Regions from separate parts of the Mus musculus genome. Here region 1 is linked to region 2. Evidence: chromatin contacts called from public promoter capture Hi-C data. All regions are on one chromosome and are shown on one strand. The core of a region is the stretch at or near the end of the contact, and the rest is flanking DNA. Distances in the headings are between cores, read along the strand shown.

Region 1 (3,967 bases), core at 419-2,918, 220 kb after region 2:
GGTTCTGTTAGGTGTTATTTTGCTACCTTAATTCTTACAACAATCTTCAGGTTTGTAATTTTGGAAAACTATGTTCAAAAGCCCTTCATCTTTGAGGGATAGTGTTGAGAATTACACTGAATTTCAAATGGATTTAAGAAACTGTGCTTTGGTATAGCCATTCCCGTGCTAGAAACTGTCCACACACTCAGGCTCACACTGCCTCCTTCTCTTCCTGCCTCCGTTTCCCCAACCTGTGAGACTAAATCCCCTGCACACCTATCCTCAACCCTCCCTTTGCTTTGCACCATTCTGTGATGGTATCACTGGCTGCTGACTGGCAGAGAGACTGAAAAATTTAAAATTTCAGCACCCATGTCCTTAGCTCCCAGGAGAAATGCCCACATAACTTTTGCTTTCTTTTGATTCAGCTTTTGACTATTATAGCTGAGTCAAATCCACCTGGAAAAACATTTATCATATCTATTCTTTACTCTTCTTAAAAGATGTGAAGAGTTATTGCATCTCTCTTGGCTTCACTGCTAATCAATATGTTTTTATTAATATGTTGTAATTCAGATAAATTATAGATGAAATGAGATCTGTGAATTATTCTGAAAACTGAACTACAATTTATAACACAATTTCTATGGAAAATGTGTTGAATTTAAATAAGCTGCTTACATAGAACTTTTAGAATTAACTAATTTGTAGGTTAGGAACTTGTATTAAGACATAGAGAAGCAGCCCGTCTTCCAGAGTGCAATCCAATGTAAAAAGGAGCGGGCACAGCATCACTGGACACACGTCCATGCTTGCCTTGCTGTGAGCCTTCACACAGGTCACTGCAGGCTCTGCTGAAACAGTGCATAAGATGCGCTGCTATTTGACAGGGACCCCTGAGAGCTGTGTCACTGACACACCAGACGACACCGCCCACTACTTTACCTTTTATCTCTATGACTAAAACTGCAACTCTGCGAGCTCACCGTGCACGTTTGTTTAGAAAGTTTTACTTAGACAGTACTGCATTCTTCTGTTACCCAGTGTTCTGTCTTCTCTAAATATTGTCCTTATCAGCCTATCTTCTTTAGTACTATGTGACTTTGTCTGTCCTGGCTTATCTATAAAATAGGGCTTAAAATAAAGTAATCATAGGATTCTACTAATGTCTAAGAATAATGTAATATACTTGGTAAATATTATACATGTTAGCTTTGTATTTTTTTTTTCTGTCAGTGCTTGCCATAGGGTGGGAGAATAGCAACATGGAACAGATTTTGGACCCTCATAGAACAGATTTTTTTTTTTTTTTCGAGACAGGGTTTCTCTGTATGACCCTGGCTGTCCTGGAACTCATTTTGTAGACCAGGCTGGCCTCGAATGCAGAAATCCATCTGCCTCTGCCTTCCACGTGCTGAGATTAAAGGCGTGCGTCACCACGCCTGGCTTCATGGAGCAGATTTTGACCTTGTAGAATAAGATCCATCAGTTAATAAGATCCATTGCTGAAGGGAAGAAGTGAGCATTAAGTCTGATGCTACCAAAGGCTGGAGCGGCCTTAGCAGCTCTTAGTACAGGACCGTTTTTTGCCTGACAACTGCTAATGACTTTAGGATCAACGACCCCCTCCCCTGGAGAGGGAGGCAGGGAATGAGGAAGACTGGGAACAGATGTGCTCTGTGCATTCGGAGCCACACCACCTCCGGGCTCTAGGGGAGGCTCCTGAGGTGTGTGGTGCTTAGTTTAGGTCTGCAATCTCCTACCCTGGCTGCTCAGAGCTGTAACATTATCAGGAGGGCATGGAATGCTTAGGAGGCAGGACTTGGAGGCAGTAGGTTCATTCGGGGCTTAGCTTTAGGGTGACACTACCTCCGCGTGGATGCTTGCTGCCCATCTCACTTCCCAGGTATCAGACATAAGCTGCTTCAGTCCAAACACTCCACACTCTCTACACTGCCTGACCCCAGGTTTAAAGCAATGAAGCCTCCCAACTATAACAGGAAGCCCATGAGACTTTGCTCTAAAACAAACCTTTCCTGATGCACACTGCTGTCATCGTCGGGTGCTTCATCACAGCAGGGGACAGATGTGCTTAGCAAACATTTTCTTCCCCGTGGCAGTTATGTCATCATTCTGATGACCGCTTAATTTCCTGCACAGAAGCTTTCTAACCTGACCTAATCCCACCTTTGTAAACTGTGTCCGAGTCAGTGCACTGCTGTTAAGGCCATAGGCCTTCCTCCCTTCTTACTCTAGGACTATTATGGTTTCTGGTCTAACATTTAAGTCTTGAACAATGCTATTTTCCCAATGGCTACCATACGATCTACAGCCATACACCGCATAATGACACTTGAGTGGACAATAAGACTTATACACTGGTAGTTATGCCACAAACTATTACAGATGATTTATAGAGTTCACTGGCACTCTATCCTAGGCTGAAGGAGGAGTAAAAATAATACACTGCCACCATGGGATAACCGCACACCCTGATATAAACATGTCACAGATTTCAAACTGTTTAAGGAAGCAGGGCAAGGATTGTGGCAGACTTTTTTGATGTTTATATGAAATACTTCTACTTCATACTATTTGTCTAATTACAGTAAGTAATGAATTAGGTTAAGTATTAAAGTGAAACACAGTTTGAAAAAATTATCATCTAAAATCATAGTTGTAAAAATATGCAGATGTAAACCACTGAAGTCCACAAAGCGTTATCATATTAAAGTGATTAAAATTCAGGAAAAGACAAACCACTACAAACCATACATCACTTCCAAAGAAGCAAACCAAGAGACATACCCCATGAGCTGTGACTGAGCCTAAGCCTCTGTACTGAGCATGATTCACCTAATGAGCCAACCTGAGTTACCATTAGAGCCTGTTGGCGACGTCTCCCTGACAGAGGCACCTCTAAGCTCTGCACCTCGGTTTCTCTGCTTTGGTGGCTTAGTGGGGTCAGTCAGAGCTCAGTAACAGACACTGGCGAACAAGCGATGCTTGCAACAAGGCCCCGGGGTTCAGGCCAGGAAAGGCACAGGAAGAATATTTCAACTTCACACTGCTGAGTAGTTTCTACTGTAGGAAGAGGGAAAACAGAGACACTCTCGTGGAATTAAACACGACTGCTATGTTGCTTCAGGAGGAATATCTGCTTACCGTGGCAGAGCAGAAGATCCAAATGTCATAGTTGTAAGTAGCTGGGTAACGTTAATACAACTACAAAAGCTAAGAAAACTGCTAATCACACCAAACTACAGCATCTGCTGATATGTGTGAGTCTAGACTGTAGAGCATACGCTAATATAACTGACAACACCCAGAGGGAAGCAAACACTGAGGTATGTAATTAGGACCTACATGTACATACAAGAACCACAAGCTTAATTTACAGATTGGAAGGCTGTGGCTCAAAGACATAGGACACAGAATCCTTTAACAAAATCAAGGACATTTTGTGATATAATCATACATACTCAGAAAGCTCTGACTTTCCCTTTAAACTTTTTGTGGTAGAGCAGCAACACCTACCAAAGATGTCTTCCATACAACGGAAGCCTTACATATTTCTAATCTACGGTAGCCTCAAATACAATCATTTCCTGTGTTATCGTTTAGAGCAGTTTAAGCTCAGAGCACCACTGAGCAGCAGGTACATCAGAGATGCGTTCCCTAGTTCCCACTTATGCAGACCACTCCCCACCTGCCAGTGCCCCTTCCCAGCTGCACGCTTGCACAGATCACCAGCACAGAAGTTCAAGTGTGCTGTGCACATTCTATGGGCTCATCATTACCCGTCTCACTTACTATCAGAGAAAACTTCACCCAAGAATCTCCCATGTTGCTACCCATCCCTCCTCTGTCCACAAGAGCTGGTAACCATCCACGGATTCATTAGCTCCCTAATTTTGCATTTCCTAAAGTGTCACAGGGGAGGTAAACAGCATGCTTTTCTACTTAATGTTTTAAAGGTTTTGCT
Region 2 (4,080 bases), core at 230-2,729:
GGGCCGCGGGGCCCCTCGGTGCGGACGCCGGCCGCGGGTCACAGCGTCGGCGGTGCTGCCCGCTCCCTCAGCACCGCGCCCGAACCCCGGGCTCAGGCAGAAGTCGGGCGGCGGGGTGCCTCACGGGACGGAGAAGCGAGAGCGGCGCCCCTCAGCGGCCCGGCCGGCCGTCACTGCCGGCCGGGGTGGCTCGGGGACCCGGACGCGGACGCCGCGGAGCTCGTTGCAGACACCTTAAAGCAGCCTGAGTACGAGGGGCCGGCCGGCTAGCCGGCCGGCCGTCGGAGCCCCGAGCGGAGCGGTGGCCGAGCGGGGTTGAAGGGATCGCCACCACCCCACCTCGGACCGCGGGGCGCGGAGCAGCGCCAGAAGAAAGGACGCGAGCCGGGCAGTGCAGAGCGAGCGCCCCGGTCGGCATTGTCTGCGGCCCGCGCCCCCTCCCCCGCGCCGCACGCCCCAGCCCGAGCCCCGCGGCCACCCGCGCCTTTGTCCACGCCCGCCCCGCACACCCGCACTCAGCCTGCCGGACAGACGACCGGGACGCCGACACCCACCACCCCGCCACCGAGGGGCGCGTCCTTGCTGATTCATTTCCCACTCGCGCTAGCCCGTCCGGGGAGACGGGGGCGGGGACCAGCGGGAGGAAATGGGCGCTCCGCTCCGGGGACCGTCCGAGTCGCCCGCTGCTGCACCGCGCGCGCCCGACCCGAGGCGGCCCAGGGGATCGGAGGGGAGACCCTGCCCTCCCCCACCCCCGAGGGACAGGAGGACAGACCGAAGGACCGACGGCCCGCGGCAGCCCCGTGACTCACCGACTTGCAGGACGTTGTCTACGCAGCCACTCTCCAGCAGCGCGATACCCCGGCGGAAGGGCAGCCGCGTCTCGTCGCCGCCGTCCGCAGCGCTGGCCGCCCCCACCGACGGGGTCCCGGTGCCCGCGGCGACGGCGGCGGCGGCGGCTGAGGTGGCGGCCGGCGAGGATGAGGAGCCGCCGCGCCGCCGCGCCGCGCCCGTGCTGCCGCCCGCCGCCGCCGCCGCTGTCGTCGCCGGGGCCGCCCGCGGAGCCGCCGCCGGTGTTGAAGGACGAGTACATGCAGATCTCCCGCTCACTGCGGGGAAAGGACCAGTAGACGATGCGGCGCTGCACCGGCTCCGGGATGCGCTCGAAGCGCTCCTCCACGCGCTGGAACGGCCACTTCTCCGCCACCCTGCGCGCTGCGATGTCCAGCAGAGACTCGGGGCTTTGGGTCTTGCCCGGCGGCAGCAGCCCCAGTGCCGCGCCGCCCCCGCACGCCGCCGCCGCCGCCGCACCGCCCGCCCGCGGGCCGGGCCGACAGGCAGAGCTGTAGCCGCCACCCGCGCCGCCGCCGCTGCTGCCCCCACCACCGCCGCCGCCGCCGCCGCCGCCGCCCGGCCGGCAGCAGAGCCGTTTCGCGGGAGGAGGCTGCTGTCCGCGCTCCGCCATGACCGCGCCGCTTCTAACCCGACAGCGGAAGTGCCGGGACCCTATAAACGGCACAAGGAAGCGCGACACGCACACGCCGTGGCGACGCCACGCTGCCATCTAGGGCCCGCCGCTCCTTGTAGGGGCACGGGAGGTGTGGCCTAGGCCGTGACGACATCGCCGAGGAGGAGCGCCGATAGGGAGAACCTAGGGGAGGGGGCGGGGCCTATGCAAATCACTGGGCTGAAACATAAATAGAGCGCTCCGTGGACACGGGGGTGGCGGGGGCACCCGGGTTGGGTGCCCGGTGGGCTGTGAGAATGTCAGGCTGCTGTGACGCGGGAGGCGGGGCTCAGGCGGGGTTTCCGCGGGAGGGGTCGGGCCGTCTGCCAAGGGGAAGGGTGGGTGGGTCTCTGCGCCCCCTGTCTACTCAACTTAGCCCTCCAGCGCCCTGCCTCCTTTTGATGTCCGCCGAGCGTGGACGCTCCTCGTGGGTCGCCGCGGGGCGGGGAGGGGGGAGGGTTCCGGACTAAATGGAGGGCGGGCCGACTGCTCGATGCCCCACCCCCCAGTCAGCCGGCCCCGCGGGGAAAAGCCTCTGGGCGGAGGAGGCGCTTTCAAAACAAAGAAATGCTGCGTGAAGCCCCGGGGACGCGGCCGAGAGGAAGGCGGGGGAGGCGCGGCCCAGGCCGCCTGCTTTCCTTCCAACCCGGCGAAGCGAACTTCCCCCACCCTCGGCCGTGGCTGCGGCGCAGGGGGGAAAGGGAGGAGGGCTGAGCTCAGCCACTGTTTTCCACTTCACTTTTCGCCGACCCAGGTGGGGAAGGGGCGCGGCTGCCCCGCGTAACTGCAGCGCACCCAGCCCTGAGCCCCGGGTTCGCTCCGGCCCGGTGACACGCCAGGGAGCCGAGTCGATCGAGCGCCCGGACACGCGCAGCGCTCGGATGCTGCCCCGCAGCCGCTGGACGCGCGTCCCGAGCCGGCCGCGCCGCCCTGCCCCGCCCCGCCCTCGCACTCTTTCAGTCCTTCGGGCCAAGAAGCCGGCCCGCCCGGCTTCACCCCAGAGCCCCAGTCGCCCTCTGCCGCGACCTGCTGCAGACCCAGGGGGTCGGGCCGCTCACTTAGAGCGCACACACGGGCAGAGAGGATCGCGCAAACTCTCCAACGCGAGACGGTTGTCGCTCACGGCCGCCCGGTGGCGGACAACAGCCGCGGGCGCTCTGGAATCTGCGGCGGGGCTGAGACCTGGAGTCCTTGGCGCTCCGGACGCGCGCTGCGCTCCCTGCAGCATTGGCGGCGCCCGACCGGCGGGTCCTCCCCGCTGCAGGGCAGCAGGAGAGCGAGCAGCGCTGGGAGACGGTGCCCGGGCGCCAGCGGAGGCGGAGAAACGAGTCCCCGTCTGAACCGGGAACCCTGCGGACATTGTTCTTCGCACTCTGCAGAGCTTGGTTAGATCTCAGCCAAGCCGCAGGCTTAATGACCACGTTAGACACTCTGACTTCTTGCTCCACCTTCTGTTTTTACTGTAAACAGTGTTAGAGATACTGTCCTATTGTTGGAGATAAGCCCTAGCTCCTCTGACACTTTCGCATATTGGCTACTCCCCACTGCCTACCTGGTCTGAATTTAAAGCAACTACGCGCGTCGGCGTTGTAAAGAAAATTGCCCACTCAAAGCGAAGGCCGCCCGAGACATTGGACGTGATCCATGTCGGGCATCGGGAGCCCCAGGCTAGAAGTCCCTGGAGACAGGACGCTGGCAGACTTTCCATAGCTGCTTGTTAGGAAAATTTTGGTGACATGTTTTTGTATATTCATCCAGTATTTTTCTAGGCACCTCCTCGGTGCCTAGGAAAAAGCCGGACAGAAAACTGGAAGAGCTTTATGGGCAAGCGGAAGAGGAAGTCCCTTTCCTCCGGTTGTTTAATATCTATATCTCTTTAAGAAATAATTTTAAGAGACTTTAAAACTTAGAGTATCGGAGCAGAAAGAAGGGTGAGCCCTAGTCTGTCCTCAAAAAGTCACGACAAAAGCGTGTGCAGTACAGGTCGCTGAACATTTCCACCCGTGTACACGGGTCTCTGAATTAGAAAGTTAAAAAGGACAGAACTGATGTCCTCGGACAGAATTAATGACTCATTCAGGGTCAGATGCGGTGTTGGTGGGAGGGATTAATTTCCGTTACCGGAAAATACATACCTTTAGAGGGGGCTAACATTTAAAGAATTTGATATCGCAATGAACTAAAAGAGGCTGGATCTAAGACATGGACCTTCCCTGGAGGGATCCAGTCATTTTTTGTTAAGTTTTTTCTGGGAATGGAACATAGGCCCTCCAGCGTCAATGCTCTTGGGCTGAACTATACCCCCTAGCCCTGGGGCAATCCAGCTTCATTTTCTAATTCAAAGAAAGCCCAAGGCCACTGAAGATGATCTAACCCTACTTGATCTCCCTGGGGTCTCAAACACTGCCCACTCTTCTTTTGAGTGGTTCCCCCCATTCTTGGGTTTCTCTGGCATCCTGTTGTCTCTTCTGTTCTGGACTCTGTTTCTGTCTCTTCCTCTCTGCCTCATTTGTTTGTTGTTTCTCTTCCTCCAAACTTTAATGTGCCCTCATCCTACAGCCTATTATGATCGA

The links. Promoter capture Hi-C pulls out the DNA fragments that hold promoters and counts their contacts.
Region 1: a contact with region 2 is called in a promoter capture Hi-C map of stem cell-derived epiblast-like cells, with 2.3 times the contacts expected there. The contact joins the enhancer-like site here to the promoter of Zswim6 in region 2. A contact is called at or near these places in 6 of 39 promoter capture datasets (the 3T3-L1 cell line, cranial neural crest, embryonic stem cells and 3 more), 1 of 484 Hi-C or Micro-C datasets (Sertoli cells) and 8 of 115 datasets of contacts at active chromatin or transcription factors (bone marrow-derived macrophages, craniofacial prominence, embryonic basal ganglia and 4 more).

Annotation. Positions count from the first base shown.
Region 1 is chr13:108,106,318-108,110,284 of GRCm38.p6, forward strand. All of the region lies in intron 1 of Ndufaf2 (NADH:ubiquinone oxidoreductase complex assembly factor 2), which reads right to left. Among named protein-coding and RNA genes, the nearest start is that of Gm52057, 28 kb to the right of the region's middle. Within about 2 kb of position 1,669, at least 10 of the 459 cell types and tissues checked have an H3K27ac peak or open chromatin away from gene starts, as enhancers often do. A contact at or near this core is called in stem cell-derived epiblast-like cells, where this site is marked.
Region 2 is chr13:107,888,585-107,892,664 of GRCm38.p6, forward strand. It overlaps Zswim6 (zinc finger SWIM-type containing 6), which reads right to left and starts at 1,480. Exons shown (of 18, transcript NM_145456.3): 1 at 1,020-1,480; 2 at 1,010-1,018; 3 at 1,002-1,007; 4 at 997-999; 5 at 813-994. The coding sequence starts at 1,465.